Linked DNA regions of Gossypium raimondii: region 2 is linked to region 1. Evidence: chromatin contacts called from public Hi-C data. All regions are on one chromosome and are shown on one strand. The core of a region is the stretch at or near the end of the contact, and the rest is flanking DNA. Distances in the headings are between cores, read along the strand shown.

What was found. A called contact is a pair of places that touch in the nucleus more often than the background predicts.
Region 2: a Hi-C map of leaf shows a contact between it and region 1, with 1.8 times the contacts expected there. The contact joins the enhancer-like site here to the promoter of LOC105763867 in region 1. A contact is called at or near these places in 2 of 2 Hi-C or Micro-C datasets (both in leaf).

The regions. Positions count from the first base shown.
Region 1 is chr12:36,252,015-36,259,356 of ASM2569854v1, forward strand. LOC105763867 (AT-rich interactive domain-containing protein 1) reads left to right here and starts at 4,040. Exons shown (of 3, transcript XM_012582248.2): 1 at 4,040-4,351; 2 at 4,846-5,966. The coding sequence starts at 4,854.
Region 2 is chr12:36,364,373-36,371,294 of ASM2569854v1, forward strand. LOC105763869 (ATP-dependent helicase BRM) reads right to left here. Exons shown (of 14, transcript XM_012582252.2): 11 at 5,884-6,922; 12 at 5,255-5,800; 13 at 4,383-4,634; 14 at 3,241-4,163. The coding sequence ends at 3,522. Among protein-coding and RNA genes, the nearest start is that of LOC105763869, 10 kb to the right of the region's middle. Within about 2 kb of position 3,644, the one cell type or tissue checked has open chromatin away from gene starts, as enhancers often do. A contact at or near this core is called in leaf, where this site is marked.

The DNA of each region.
Region 1 (7,342 bases), core at 2,790-5,289:
CTTAAACAACATCAGTTCTTCATAAGAACTTTCGTAAGCTCGGTTATAACCTGATGTTATTAAAGAACATATTGTAATTAAGCAATAAGCATAATGGCATGCATAAATTGTTTATTTGATATGCAAGTGAAATTGTAGTTGCATAAAAATCCAATCAAATATATACGAAAATCTAATCTAAATGTAAATGAGATAATTTTGTTAGTTAAAACACTACTATTCAAATTTATTACATTGATTGAATTATTGATAGAGTGTAGAGAATTGGCATAAAAATCTTTAAATGATGTTAATTCGGGTTTGATTTGGAACACTTCATGAAAAATTTAATGAAAATTTAAATAAATTAAATATTTAGTATTGATCGAATATAATGAAAAACAAATTCTCAATGACAACCAAAACTAGGTTAAGGTTTTGAGTTTCACCAAATGTAGAAAGATTCTTCACCATGTATTAATGTTAGATGAAAAATAAATAAATAACCAATTTAGTTTTATCTTTCTAAAACTTTTGTATTTGGTCCCATTTTCACCAAATATACTTCCTTCATTTTTATATTTCATTACAGAAAAAATCTGTTCAACATTTTAGTTTTGCTTAAAATTAATCACTACTTCACTTGAAGTAGTCTCGTTTCTTTGCAATTGTGCATAAGAGCGAGTTTATTGGTGTGTAAGGTATTGAACCTATGCTCGCTTTGAAATTTCTATCTCCTCCTCCATTGGAGACAGATTGTTGAGAGAAAGTTTTGTTTTTCCTATAAATTTGAGAAATGTATTAGTAAAAGGAAGTCACAAGTCCAAAAGTAACTCGAGAAAGTAGAAAATAGAATAAACAATCTCAAAGCATTGTTGTAAGAAAAACACTACAAAGAAGTAAGTCCTACAAAACTACATAAAACATCTTTAGAGTGTGGTTGTGTAGGTAAAGTTTGCAAGGTGAATGTCATTTGCAGTGGCAGAGCCAAGAGGGGCAGGCAGGGGCCCCGACCCCCTTAAAATGGAAAATTTTACATTTAGCCCTTTTATAAGTTATAAAATTTTAAATTGAAAATGGTAAAATTGCACTTTAGCTCCTAAAAATAATAAAAATTTGATTTATCCTTTAAAATTTTGATTTAATTTCATAAATGAAGTAATAAACAATCTTAAAGCATTGCTGTAAAAAAAAACACCACAAAGAAGCAAGTCCTACAAAATTACATAAAACATCTCTAGAGTGTCGCTGTATAGGTAAAGTTTGGAAGGTGAATGTCATTTGCAGTGACGGAGCTAAGAGGGGCAGGCAGGGGCCTTGACTCACCCCTAAAATAGAAAATTTTCAGTTAGGCCTTTTATAAGTTATAAAATTTTAAATTAGTAATGGTAAAATTGTACTTTAGTCCTCCAAAATAATAAAAGTTTGATTTGTTTATTAAAATAGTGAAATTACATTTTTACTATCGTAAAAATATACAATTTAATTCCACAAAAAAAGAATTCTGGCTCTGCTACTGGTCATTTGTTTCTCATGTATGGAAGAAACTTGATGAACCCAACAATTGTTCTTCAACCTCCACTTTCTATTCTAATTCCTATATCCTTTGGCCTCATCGAACATTTAAAAGCTAACACAAACTTTTCTTTTCTTGAAGGCTATAAGAGAAAAAACAAGAGCAACTTTCAAAAATGAAAGTTTTTACAACCGTATTTATAGAGTTATTGATAGGTAATTAAAATTTAAAGATAATTATTATTTAATTTTAAAATTATAATTTTAATAGATTTATGATTATTGAAAGTAAAAAGATAATTAATGTTAAAATAAGTTTATATAAAAATAGCTAAAATAATTTTATTCAAATTATCTTTATTATTTAATTAAATATTTAACTAAATTTTAAAAATAATTTCATGCATAAGATATAAATAAATATTCAAGTTAAATCAAATTGGTAAATCATCTAATTAATTTTTATTTTATTAAATATTTATCTAAATTTTAAAATTTTCAACTATCTAATTAAAATTAGAGTTGTTCATGGATTGTGTCGGTCAAGTAAAAAATTTAGGTTTGCTTTCTAAGCCTAGGCTCGGCCCAACCTGAAATATGGGTTTAAAATTTTGCTCAAGCTAGTCCCAAATAAAAATGCTAAAACTTGAGTCCAACCACCGTATTAAAATTTCTTATATAAAAATAAACTTAAAAGATATAATACATCAAATACACTAAATACATTAAAATAAATGTTTCTCAACAAATTGAAAAAATATTAAAAAAATATGTTTAAATAACACTAAGATAAATGCAATTTAGCAAGTAAATACCTCTAAAATAATATCAAAATTACTAATAAAACAAGAGTTATACAATATCCAAATAATAGCAATAAAATAATAGTAATATAATAGCGAAATGATATCAAAACAATGAAAAAATGGCAAAATAATAAAAAACAACAACGGTTTTTTTTTTTTTTTGCAAATTCAGGTTAGGCCTAGTTGGGCTCGGGCCAAAAAAAGCTTACCTGAAAATAGGTCTTATTTTGTTGTCAAAACTCATTTTTTGGGTTTATATTTTTATCCAAATCCTCTCACCTCTCGAGCCCGGCCTAGCCTATGGACAAGTCTAATTAAAATTACAACTTAATATTTAAAATTATTATCTATTAAAATTTTCAGGATTGCTTTTAATTTTTTTTAAATGTAAATGTGCTTTTTGAAACATAAATGAAAAATTATAAAATTTATCTTTAAAAAATTATAAAATTAAATAAAAAATAGATGCCTGTTATTATAATTTTAATGTTTATATATCTTATTCTATGATATATATAATCTAATATAATTAGCAAAACATTTTAAAAAATTAAATATTAAAAAAATTCAATTCAAAATTTTTAAACATTTCATCAAACACCTTAATTTAAAAATTCTTTTGTGTTGCAGATTGAATTTTAACTCGATTAATATGAATATTGTTGTCAATGTAGGAGGATGTGGGTTCGAGTATGTTGAAGCGCATTATCCTCCTATTTATGGATTGAGGATGAGCTATAGGTAGTTCTAAGTATTGTATCAAAAGAAACAGATATGATCAGACCCTATAATGAGAATATTAAGAAAAAAAAATCTCTTCTGTGTTTGATATTTTATTTATATGGGTATATACATAAAATCATGAAGATAAGGATAAATATGTATATCCAATTTTAAAACTAAATAACAAATATCTAGTATAATTTTTTTTAAATTTGTATAAACACAAATTATTTCAAATTCATAAATAAAAAATAACATAATGTATATTAATATAGACAATATTTTAGATCAATATGATAAAGATATCCGATTGGCTCAAAACTTATATGCATGACAAGTACTATTATATTAATAAATTTAACAGTTAGATTGTTAAAATATTACTCATGTAAAAAGTTACGAAATGGTGTAAAACTTGTATAAGTGAATCTCTCCCATAAATCACTAACAAAATTTGTATCACAAATTTATAAATATCTAAGAAAAAGATTTCATGTATAAATTTTCATTAGTTAAAATATTCACAAAAATATTTATAAGGAAAGAAGGTTGCCTCAACTCAAGATCTAAAGAGAGTTAATTGTGTTGATTTTGAATCTCTCACCAAATAAGACTATTAATGAGAAAAGCTTTAAAGAAAACTAATAAAACAATCTAATAGTTAGATTATATTTTAAAGAAAGTTGATGGTTTCAGATCTATCACTAACTAAGACTTCTATCGAGGTTCGAATCACGATTCTTCTCAAATATTAACGAGTTTTATTTTTACTATACTTTAAAAGATACGAATTGTTACCCACTTGTGAGATTTAAAAAACTTATAAAAAAGTATTTGAAAATTTCTCAAACTTTATTTCCTCAAAAACTTTTATTATTCTTGAGATTTTAAATTACCAAACTATCCCCTCAACCCATGGTTATTAATTAACCAAAGGTTAACCAATCATGACAAATAGCTAGTATAAAATAAAGGGTTTGGGGGTGGGGGACTTTGTTTGAAACCCTACTCAAAAACTTGCCCATACTTTTTTTCTCTCCTATATATATATTTAACACATTCATTATTCACCCCCAAAGAGTTTTTTTTTCTTTTAAGATTTGAAAAAAACAAACCCAAAGAGAGAGAAGAAAAATAGCAAAAAGAGAGGGGCTTAATAAAAAACCCTAAAAAGAAAAGGGTAGAAAAAAAGTAGCAAAAGAGAGAATTTGAGGGGTGAAAAAGAAAAAAAACCCCAAAGGCAAAGGGAGTCTAAAGGGAGGGGCTATCGAAAATCCTTGCTTATTTTCACACCCCAAAGGGGCCAAAAGGAAAAAAATATAATACTGGTATGTTTATTTTTCAATTTTCTCTCTTTATTTTTGAAATTTTTTGTTTAATTAGTCTAAATTTTTATAAGATAAATTCAAAATTGTTTGAGAATCTTGGATTTTCTATTCAAGGGTTTGTATCTGTAAAACCTTGTAATTTAGCCCCTGAAGAAAAGTTCTAAATCCTTTTTTCCTCTTTTCGCTCCATCTGCAATTAAGAGAAAGTGAGAGAAAGCGCGGGACAAACCAAAATTCACAAATCAAAACCCTAGATTATTAATTTTCATTTTTTTTCCGCCAAAAAATTGATAGCATGCAAGACCCCAGATGTTTAGTTGGTATTTAAAATCTAAATATTTCAGTTGTGAGTTTTTTTTTTTTAAGTTTGTTTTTATTTCGTTTTGGTCCCCCAAAATTTTATTTATTTTGCGTTTTTGGTGAAAGAATGAATGATTATACAAATATACAAAGAATTATTTGTTTTTAGGTTTTGAATTCGAAATCCATGGCAGGGTGGTCTATGAGAGCTGATGGGTCTTCACTAGATTGCGCTAAAACCCTAGAAAAACTCGAGCCAGCGTTGGTCGATCTCGATCCCTTTTCTGAAGGATTGTTTTTGAAATCTGAACCTGATAAGATTAGGTTCTGGTTTAACAAGTTTCTTGGGTTGTTTTTAAAAGAGGTTTGTGCCCAAGGTTGCTATCGGCCTCTTCCTCCATTGCTTGCAGATGGGCAACCTGTGGATTTGTTTAAGCTTTTCTTGGTTGTAAGTGAGAATGGTGGGTACAATGCTGTTTCAAAAAGTGGGTTATGGGATTTGGTTGCTAAAGAATCTGGGTTTGATTTAAATGTGGCTTCATCGCTTAAGTTAGTTTATGTTAAGTACTTAGTTTCATTAGAGAGATGGTTGGAACAATTTTTTCAAAGTGAAGACTCGAAGATTGAATCGAATTGTAGTGGTCATTTGATGGAGTTGGGAGCTGAGCTTAAAGGGTTTTTGTTGGAATCGAAGAAGAAAGTTATGGAATATTCACAAGTTGAGGAGAGTATAGTGGCAGGGTCAGATGGAGGAGATAAATGTGTAAAAGGGGAGGAATCTATGCGTATCGATTTGACAAAGAGGGTTTTACGTTATGAGGAAGTTGAAAATTTGCAGAATGATGATGATCTAAAGAGTACGTTGGTTGAAAATTTGCAGAATGATGATGATCTAAAGAGTACGGTGGTTGATTCGGAGTGTGAAAAGAGGTTCATTTTAATCGATGTAGATGATATGCCTTCCGATATGGCGAAAAGTGCAACCAACTCAATGTGTAACGAGGATGAGGATTGTGTTGAATGTAAGCAATACACGGATATTGTTGATGACGATGATGTTATGATATTAGATTCAAACAGCATTAAGGAAAACTTTTCATCTCATAAGAGAAAACGGGATTCTACATGGGAAATGCTTAATTGGGTTAACGAGGTTGCAAAGAATCCTTGTGCTTTGGTGGTTGGTTCATTACCAGAGAGTTCAAAATGGACGGCTTATGGGAGTGAAGAACTTTGGAAGCAGGTTTTATTGTTTCGGGAAGCTGCCTTTGGCAGAAAGGATGATAGTTCAAGTGCTGGCCAGTCCAATTTGCAGGTACGTATCACCCTTTTCTAAGCTTGCCTGCATTTTATTCATTAATTCAAGCTAGATGTTAATTTACTTATCACCTGTTCCTTTTATTGTTTATTTTGTTAATTGATCTTAGAATAATTTATATCATTCTTAAATTTCAATTTCATTGAATGCTGTGGTGGTAGTTTGCTTGAAAATGCTCCATTATGCATTTTTACTTCCTCGTGATTAATAAGATCAGCTGCATGCCATCCATCTTGGTGCTAGAAAAGGAAAGTAGCAAAATTAGCCATTGTTGATAAAAGTACTGAGAGGCCCTTATATTATGAGTCAGATTGTATTTTGCACATCTACTAATGAGTAAATTAGTCCATGTAACTTAGATTAAATAGCAAACTGGTTCTATTAAAAATTTCTTTTATTTCTACTTTTAAAAATTGGTTCATGTACGTCAACATGAAATGCAGGTGGCACGTCACGTGTAACTGTTTGACCAATTTTTAACGGTAGGAATTGATGAAATTTTAATAGAAATGATCAGTTTGCCTTTTATTCTAATGTATAAAGATTAGTTTATTTATTTTTTTAATAAATGGTGCAAAATGTAATTTGACTCTTAGTAAAGGGCCTCTGTGTTACTTTTAACATGATTGTTCTAAACATATCTATTCATCACTCTGTATGTCCTTAGATTTAGGTTGTTTCTGTGAGTCATATTTCATCACATTCATTCAGGGGTGAGCATTTGATAGAATTAAGTGAAAATTTTTTGAGTTAATTGAGTTGATTAGTCTTATTTTATCATCCTAACTCGATTTGAATTTTTTTGAATTGAGTCGAATGAAATTGTTTGAGTTAAATTAAAAATTAAACATGTTAAATTAAAATCTCATTAAAGATAACTAATTTCATTTTAGAGTGCATAAATTTAAAGCCATATATATTTGAAAACTTTTGAAAGTAAAATAGTAAAAGAATACTATCATACACATCATTAATTAACTTATTTAGGCCCAAAATTATTATTATAGAAAATTTTAATTTTTAACTTTCTTTATATATTTTTAGATTTTTTGAAATTTTTATAATTTTTAAAAATATAAAATTTGTAATTTTATAAATATTCTGAATTTAAAAATTATTTTGAAAACTTGAAAATTATTTTGAAATTTTTGTTGAGAGAGATCAATTTGCTCATTTTCAAACTTGACGAGGACAAAAAGGGTATTTACACCAATTTGTTATTTGAATTATTCGAGTTATTTGAATTGTAAAATTCAACTCAATTAATTTGAATAACTCAATTCAATTAACTCGAAATTCGAATTTATTTTTTGATTTGTTCAAATCGAATCGAGTTTTGTTCACTTTTCATTTAGTCTCATTTTGTCTCTCTA
Region 2 (6,922 bases), core at 2,394-4,893, 110 kb after region 1:
TTTGAACTTAAGGTGTTCAGATTGAAGAAAAATGGAATTTGATTCGAGTCAACTAGTGTTGAAGAAGGGAATTTCATTTTGTGTTCTCCACTTTCAAATGGTGAAAACCATTTTCACAATAAAGTTATCATGAAATTATTTATACAAGCATTTTTTATTATAGTGTTTGGAGAATTATTATGAATTACCTTTTGGAAGTCAATAAGGAATAAGAAAGATTGGATGCAAATGATGCAAAGAAGGCTCAATTAGAGGCTATGCATACTCTCCTTGCAGTGCACTAGAGTTTCTTGTTGTGAGAATGCCAAAGAAATATGAAAAAGGTTAGAGAAAATCTAAGATGAGTAAAACATCTTTTTTTTTTCTTATTTGCATTTAGGTACGATAAGAAAAAAAATTGAGAAATCGAAAAACAATCCAAACTAATGGTGCTTAAACGATTTTTAATTCACAAGTTAAGGAACCATGGTTACCTCAAACGAACTGGATTCAATTTTTATTTAATTCATAATTAGTTTTTATTTTTATGATGTAAAAATAAATATTTTATATTTAAAATAGTAAAATAATATAAGATTTATTTTTCAAAAATATTGTATAAAAGTTTGAAAAAAATTAAATATTTTCGAAAAAATTGAAATTTATCAAATAACATCCAAAAATCATAAACAACACTTATTTTATTAAAAATTAAAACTTCAAATGCAAAATTAATATAAAACCCAAAATTAAACATAATTATCACATAGGATTCCACCCATAATACGTGATGTTAGAACCATAGCCTTAGCTTATGTCCAACATTTATGGATTTCACTGATAAAGATGATAATTATAATAGAATTCAGCTATGACTATTTCAAGCTTTCAAATTTTAAAAATAAAAAGATTGGAAGGATTGATAACAAATTTCATAAGCAAATATTGAAAATTCGACAGTGTAATAAAAATAAAAGATAATAGAAATTTAAAGGATGTTATGCTAAGCATTAAAAACTTGGAGGGGCTTAATTAAAAATATTCCCATAGTGGTTTCTATCAATTTAATTGTTCTGGCTTTGTTTTGGTATCTTCTGAAAAGAAATTGAAAATTAACTCAAGTTCATATAATTAACTCAAATAATTTTGTTATTCCCAACCTCTTTTATACAAGAAGGGTAAAAACATTTATGGCAAATATTCTTTACAAATTTTTTATCCCAGAAATTTGCCATACGTTTTTAAGGATTAATACATTATTTCATACTCAAGTTTGACATGTTTTTCTAAAATAATATTTGTATTTGGAAATTTTTATACATTTTGGTACATAAAGATAACATACAATGTTAATTTATAATTCGAGTTTTAAGGTTGATTTGATGATGATTATGAATTTCACTAAACAGGTGTCCTATTGTGAATGTCGATAATAAAATTATAGAGTGCTCTATCAAGATGTGATAGTATGTGATGTGGCTACACTTTGTTAAGTCATCAAATAGAGTTCCGAGGACTTTATAAGATATGACAGGAAAAATCTCTAGATAGACTTTAATGTGATTTGGTGATAGCCCATGGATAAGCATGTGGTAAACTTCCATTAGATTAATCCTATGAAAAAGCTCTTTCATTTTCAAAGTGATTAACTTGACAAAATTCCATAGGTAAAGTAGTTATATAACTATTATTTATATAAATTTTATGATTTAATAATTAGTTACATTAGTTTTGTACTACATTTTTTTATTTGATGTTTTAATTATTTGGTAAGACAATGTTTTTCATTTTCTTGCTTATAGATTGAGATCTTATTTAATTGATAAAATTATAATGTTTTGTTTGGGAACATGGATTTTATTTATTATGTAAATGTTTAAATGGTAAGAATGAAATACATATATTATAGATAAATTAATTAAATTTTAATAAAATATATACTCTGGCTCAAAAATATAATATATATTAAAATAAGTATAAAACATGGATTTGTCAAATCCAAATACATTTTAAGAATTTGGGATTCATTATTAAATAGGCATCTAACAGACCCATAAATTTGAGAAATTATCATAAATATTATATTTCTAAGTAGTTTATTACTCAATTTACATTATCTTTTAAATCCAAATCTAAATTTAAGAAGCTTTATTCTCAAATGCTACCTAAATATAAATCTCAAATATAAGTATGTATCCAATGATTTGATTAAATAATATTTTTTTTCTTTTTACAAAAGAGATTAGTGGATCTTGATATTGTATCATTTAAATTCTAGTTTTCAATTCTTTCCCAAAAGATTCATCATTCTTTTTTCAGCGTATTAGCTATGAATTTTGGAGAATGCTATTGTAATCTTGATTGTTTTTCTAGTAACATTGGAGTTGAAAACAATGCACCAGTGTGCAGTGTTTTCGGTGGCTGGAATCCATTGAAGGTTTGTTCTTGGGTTGTTTGCAATTTACTAGTGGTTCTTTTCGTTTTGGTAGTTTTCCAATTTACTCTTCGTTTTAACGTGTAAGAATTAATTTTTTTTTCTAGTAGAGGGAGTAGTGCTTTTACCACTTAAGGCCCCATGTTGGGTAAAAATATGTACTGTACTTTATTAATGCAACTCGAAGATGCTTTGTGATAATAGTATTTTAGCCTCATTGGTGGCAATATTGATTACCTTGGTTAGAAAGCTTACCTTCTAGAGTTGCTTTCCTTTTCTTGCACGACCGAGGTGCGTACGAACTAAGAGTTAAAGGTATCAACATTTTTCCCCAAGGTTTTTAATGTGGGAAGCATTGTTGTGTTTGCTTATTTAGCTAATTCAGATGCCCTATTTCTTAGCATATATGCTTTATACTATATTATAGTTGTCTTCGCATGGCAAATAAGTGAACATTACTGGCATCCACGATATCCCCAGTCATGCTTCAATGCCGATATAATGACTCTTTGATCCTTTATTTCGATCCTATATAGAAATTATGACAGGTTTCCGAACCAGTAGCCGCAAAGGGGAAAATACAGTAATGAGGTACTCAGTGAAAACGACTAGAAGAGTGATTGTACTGTAAAATCTGTAAATGATGATGCATCTTATCGAGCCAAATCCGAACTCGAAATAGACTTGAATTTGTTTACGAGGAAAGAACTTTCTCAACTCTCAATAGTTCCTGCTGTCACTAAATAAATGTACAATTAAGCCTGTCTTCTGTCAATGGCAAATTCATGCAGTAAATACGATACTCGAATCTTAATATTCGCAAGCTCTTTTCTCGTACTAAAACTGCAATCTATTTCTTCCAAAAGGAAAACATGGGTATAAATAGTGATACCTGCAAGCTGCAGATATGAAAACTATTGCATTGAAACTACTACGGAAAGACGTATACAGCGAGGGGGATCAATGAGCCTACACTACATTAATGGTATGATCTAATTGCAGTTGTACAGGCCATGAAGAGCCACAAAATACACTAGGCACTTGCACTCAATGGCAGCAATTTCTTTTTCTTTTTCTTTTTTAAGGTGATGATCTAGAAACTAGAAAGTCATAAATGGCTTGGCCTCCTTTTACCTGTGTCTGTTCTCAACTTCTTCACAGGATTGGCCCAACCAACACTCCCACTACTACCATTTGACAGATGAGCAGGTTGGTTGGGCCAAGGCTGATGGGTGGTCTGTTGGGTCGGTCTCACATCCTTAGAGACTGATCCTGCTGTTGGACTCCTGATGTTCCGAACTATACTCGGGGATGAAATGGGGCCAACAGATCCAGTCCTAGGCTTTACCATAGACTTTTCCCTGTCTTTCCTCTTCTTCTTGCAAGTAACCAGCTCTCCCGGATGAGTTGGAAGAGAATCACCTTGTTGATATGGTTCCCTGGTACTTCCACTCCCAAGCCTCAATTCCTTTTGGGGCAACTGCACTCTAATCCTTGTTTCCTCACCAGTATGGGTGGGTCCACGTTGTTGTAACGACTTTTGAGTCAAGCCTGAATCAGATTCTACATCCGTCATCTGCTTCTGTCTCTTGCCAACAGCTACCTGTCTAGAGGAGGGACCCGAGGTGGACGTAGATGCTGGACTGAAGAAAGATAATGAATTTCTAGCTTCCTGGAAATCTGTATCTGTAAATACTATCTTCAACAAGTCGAAAAACAGATCGTGTACTTTCTTTGCTTCAGATTTGACCTGTGAATCCCAAGTACATTTCCAGAAGAAGAAAAAAGATCAGGAAGTTCACAAAATTAAACCCTAAACACAGTATAAGTAGGTTAAATTCGATGAAAAGCTCTCAAACTATTTGATTCCAGAATGACTATCCACGGCAAAAGTCAAAAGAGTGATGCAAAGGTTGGTGTGAACACCTAAAGACACCAAAAAATGCCAAGATATGATTAGAGATTATACCTCATGTGAAAAACCGTAAAAATGCATGGCACTTTTTAAAACTAGCTGCACATCTGAAACAAGCTCCATAACTCCACTGTACTCTAATCTGTCAACACGCTGATCAATCTTCCGGAAATCCAACTGATTGCTTCCACTTCCACCTGTGTAACCAGAGTTTTCAATTCTCTTCCACAAGTCCGTCAAAAGTGGTACTATATGTTGACCCTCCTTATCTATTCTCCTCTGAAGCTTGCTAATCACATTTTTGCACTGGAAAGACGAGAATTTTCTAGTCAATAAAGGCCAAAGGTGGAAACTGCTCACTTCTCAAAAGGGAAGATATTTTGATATGCAATCCTTCAATTATTCATTACATGCAAACCAGGAAAAATAAAATGACTTCAAGATTAAACACACAAAGACCAATTCCAAAAAAGAAAACAAAAAGCAGATGGACATGGACAAAAAACAACCAGGTAGAGCAAATGATTGACCATATTGTATAACAAATAAAACTTCCAAAACCCGAAAAGAAGATTCCCAACCTCATAAAATACACTCCAGTTATCCAAATGCCTAACATAGCAAAACCTAAACCAATTTGTCGATGAGAGAACAGGCTAAGATGAAACCTGTTTACGCTGCAGAGCATTAGATGCAATTACAAAAGATCCAATCCGAATGAAGAAAGCTAAGTAATTCAGGAGGACCAGAGATATGGAGACTGATGAGAGCATGCTACAAGAAACACCATCAAGCAATTCATAAAACTAAAGCAAGGTTTCCAAAGTATCACCTATGACCAGGAAAAAAACCCATGATGGCTACATATTTAAGGTAAGAAACAGATATACAAACCAGACACAAAATTACAGTCACTTCAAGTATACCTTTCTTTGGATGACGTCAGACATCTTAGCACCAAAATTTGAAGACCCGCATGTATTAACCAGTTTACTGTCCCAGCTCTCTCTGGAGGGTTTGCCAGCATCTTCTGAAGGAGCAGACATAGAATTCATTCGACCAGGCTTCACTGATGCATGCAACTTTGATGTATTAGCTATTTGTCTTGGCGGTAAGTTCCTCCTACTTTTGGAAGACGAATCATTTGGATCATGCTTGAAAGCATTGCGTTCACGTGTTGGTTTTCTTTCAGTATCAGTCCTCAGTTGTGATTGGTATTTTTGGTCCAGCTGGAAAGACAACAGAGATGAACCTCCACGCTGGAGAAGAGGCTCTTCAGTGGCCGATTTCTCCTCTACTCTTTCCACAGTTTGACGAGGTCGAACCCGAATACTGCGCTTTCGTTTTATCTTGGGTTGGACAACTTGTTCGTCTTCGCCTTCATCGCGATCATGATTCCAACTTTCAGATTGCTGGTGGTCCATGTGAGAATCTCCCGATCCTGCAATTTCACCTTCCTCCAAATCATCGGACTGCCAAAATAAACAAAACATGAGAAAACACCAGAATTCAACAAATGCCGCAATAACAAATCATTATAGGAAAAGAGACATGCCAGTCTTCTTGCAGCTGAACCAGGCCTAGCATCTAATGCAGAGAGAGATCCAAATTTCTGAGGAGATATTGGAGACACCATCTGTGTTGGTCTACGACTATCCAATGATGATCCTGAAGAACCACCTTCTTCAAGTATGTGGTTGTTTCTAATGTGTTCTGAAGCCTGGGCATCCTCATACCCATCATCACCAAGTGCACCATCTTCTTCTGACTGGTCATTATTTACAGGTGGAGCCCCAACAGCACCACTAAATTCATCATCTTCAAATTCACCAATTTCTCCCTCTTCTTCATTCCCAGAATAGCCATTTCTCTCATCAGAACTTGCCTCAGAAAATTCCCCAGTTTCATCTATTTCCTTATAGCTGGGAATTTTTTTCTTAGGCCGCCCCCTTTTTCTCTCAGTATCTGTTTCTTTGGATTCAGTACCGCCACCAGCAGTAAATAAAATGTTCTTTGATGGCTTTTTTGATAAAGTAGCTACAGCAGCATTTACTTCTCTTACACTGGCTCGAAGCCACTTAGGCACCTGTTCATGACAAGTCATCTCCTCAGTCCAATCCAGTTCTTCATCCATTTGATCAAACAGCTCAACTTCTTCCTCACTTCTTGCTATCATGCGATTTACCTGATGCAATGAGGGAACATCATGGACAGTTTCTTGATACCTCTCCTCATCATGCAACAATGTTTCCAAAGTCATGCGTCTCTCTTCATGTGTTGTTCTCTGGTCAAAACGTCCAGCATTGATTACTTCATCGGCCATGTCGATTTTATACTGTTGAATGTTATTCCTTATGAGGCTCTCAATGGATCCCATATATCTATCCTTACCAGCAAAATCATCCTCAAAATCAACTGTACCTCCACTCCTTAATTCATCCTCCTTCTGCTGACTAGAGATTTTGTCAACAACTGCTTCCATGTAAATTACTTTGACTTCCCTTGTTTGTCCAATTCGGTGAGCTCTAGCAACTGCCTGTTCCTCATTTTTAGGATTTGGATCAGGATCATAGATCACTACAGTGTCAGCAGAT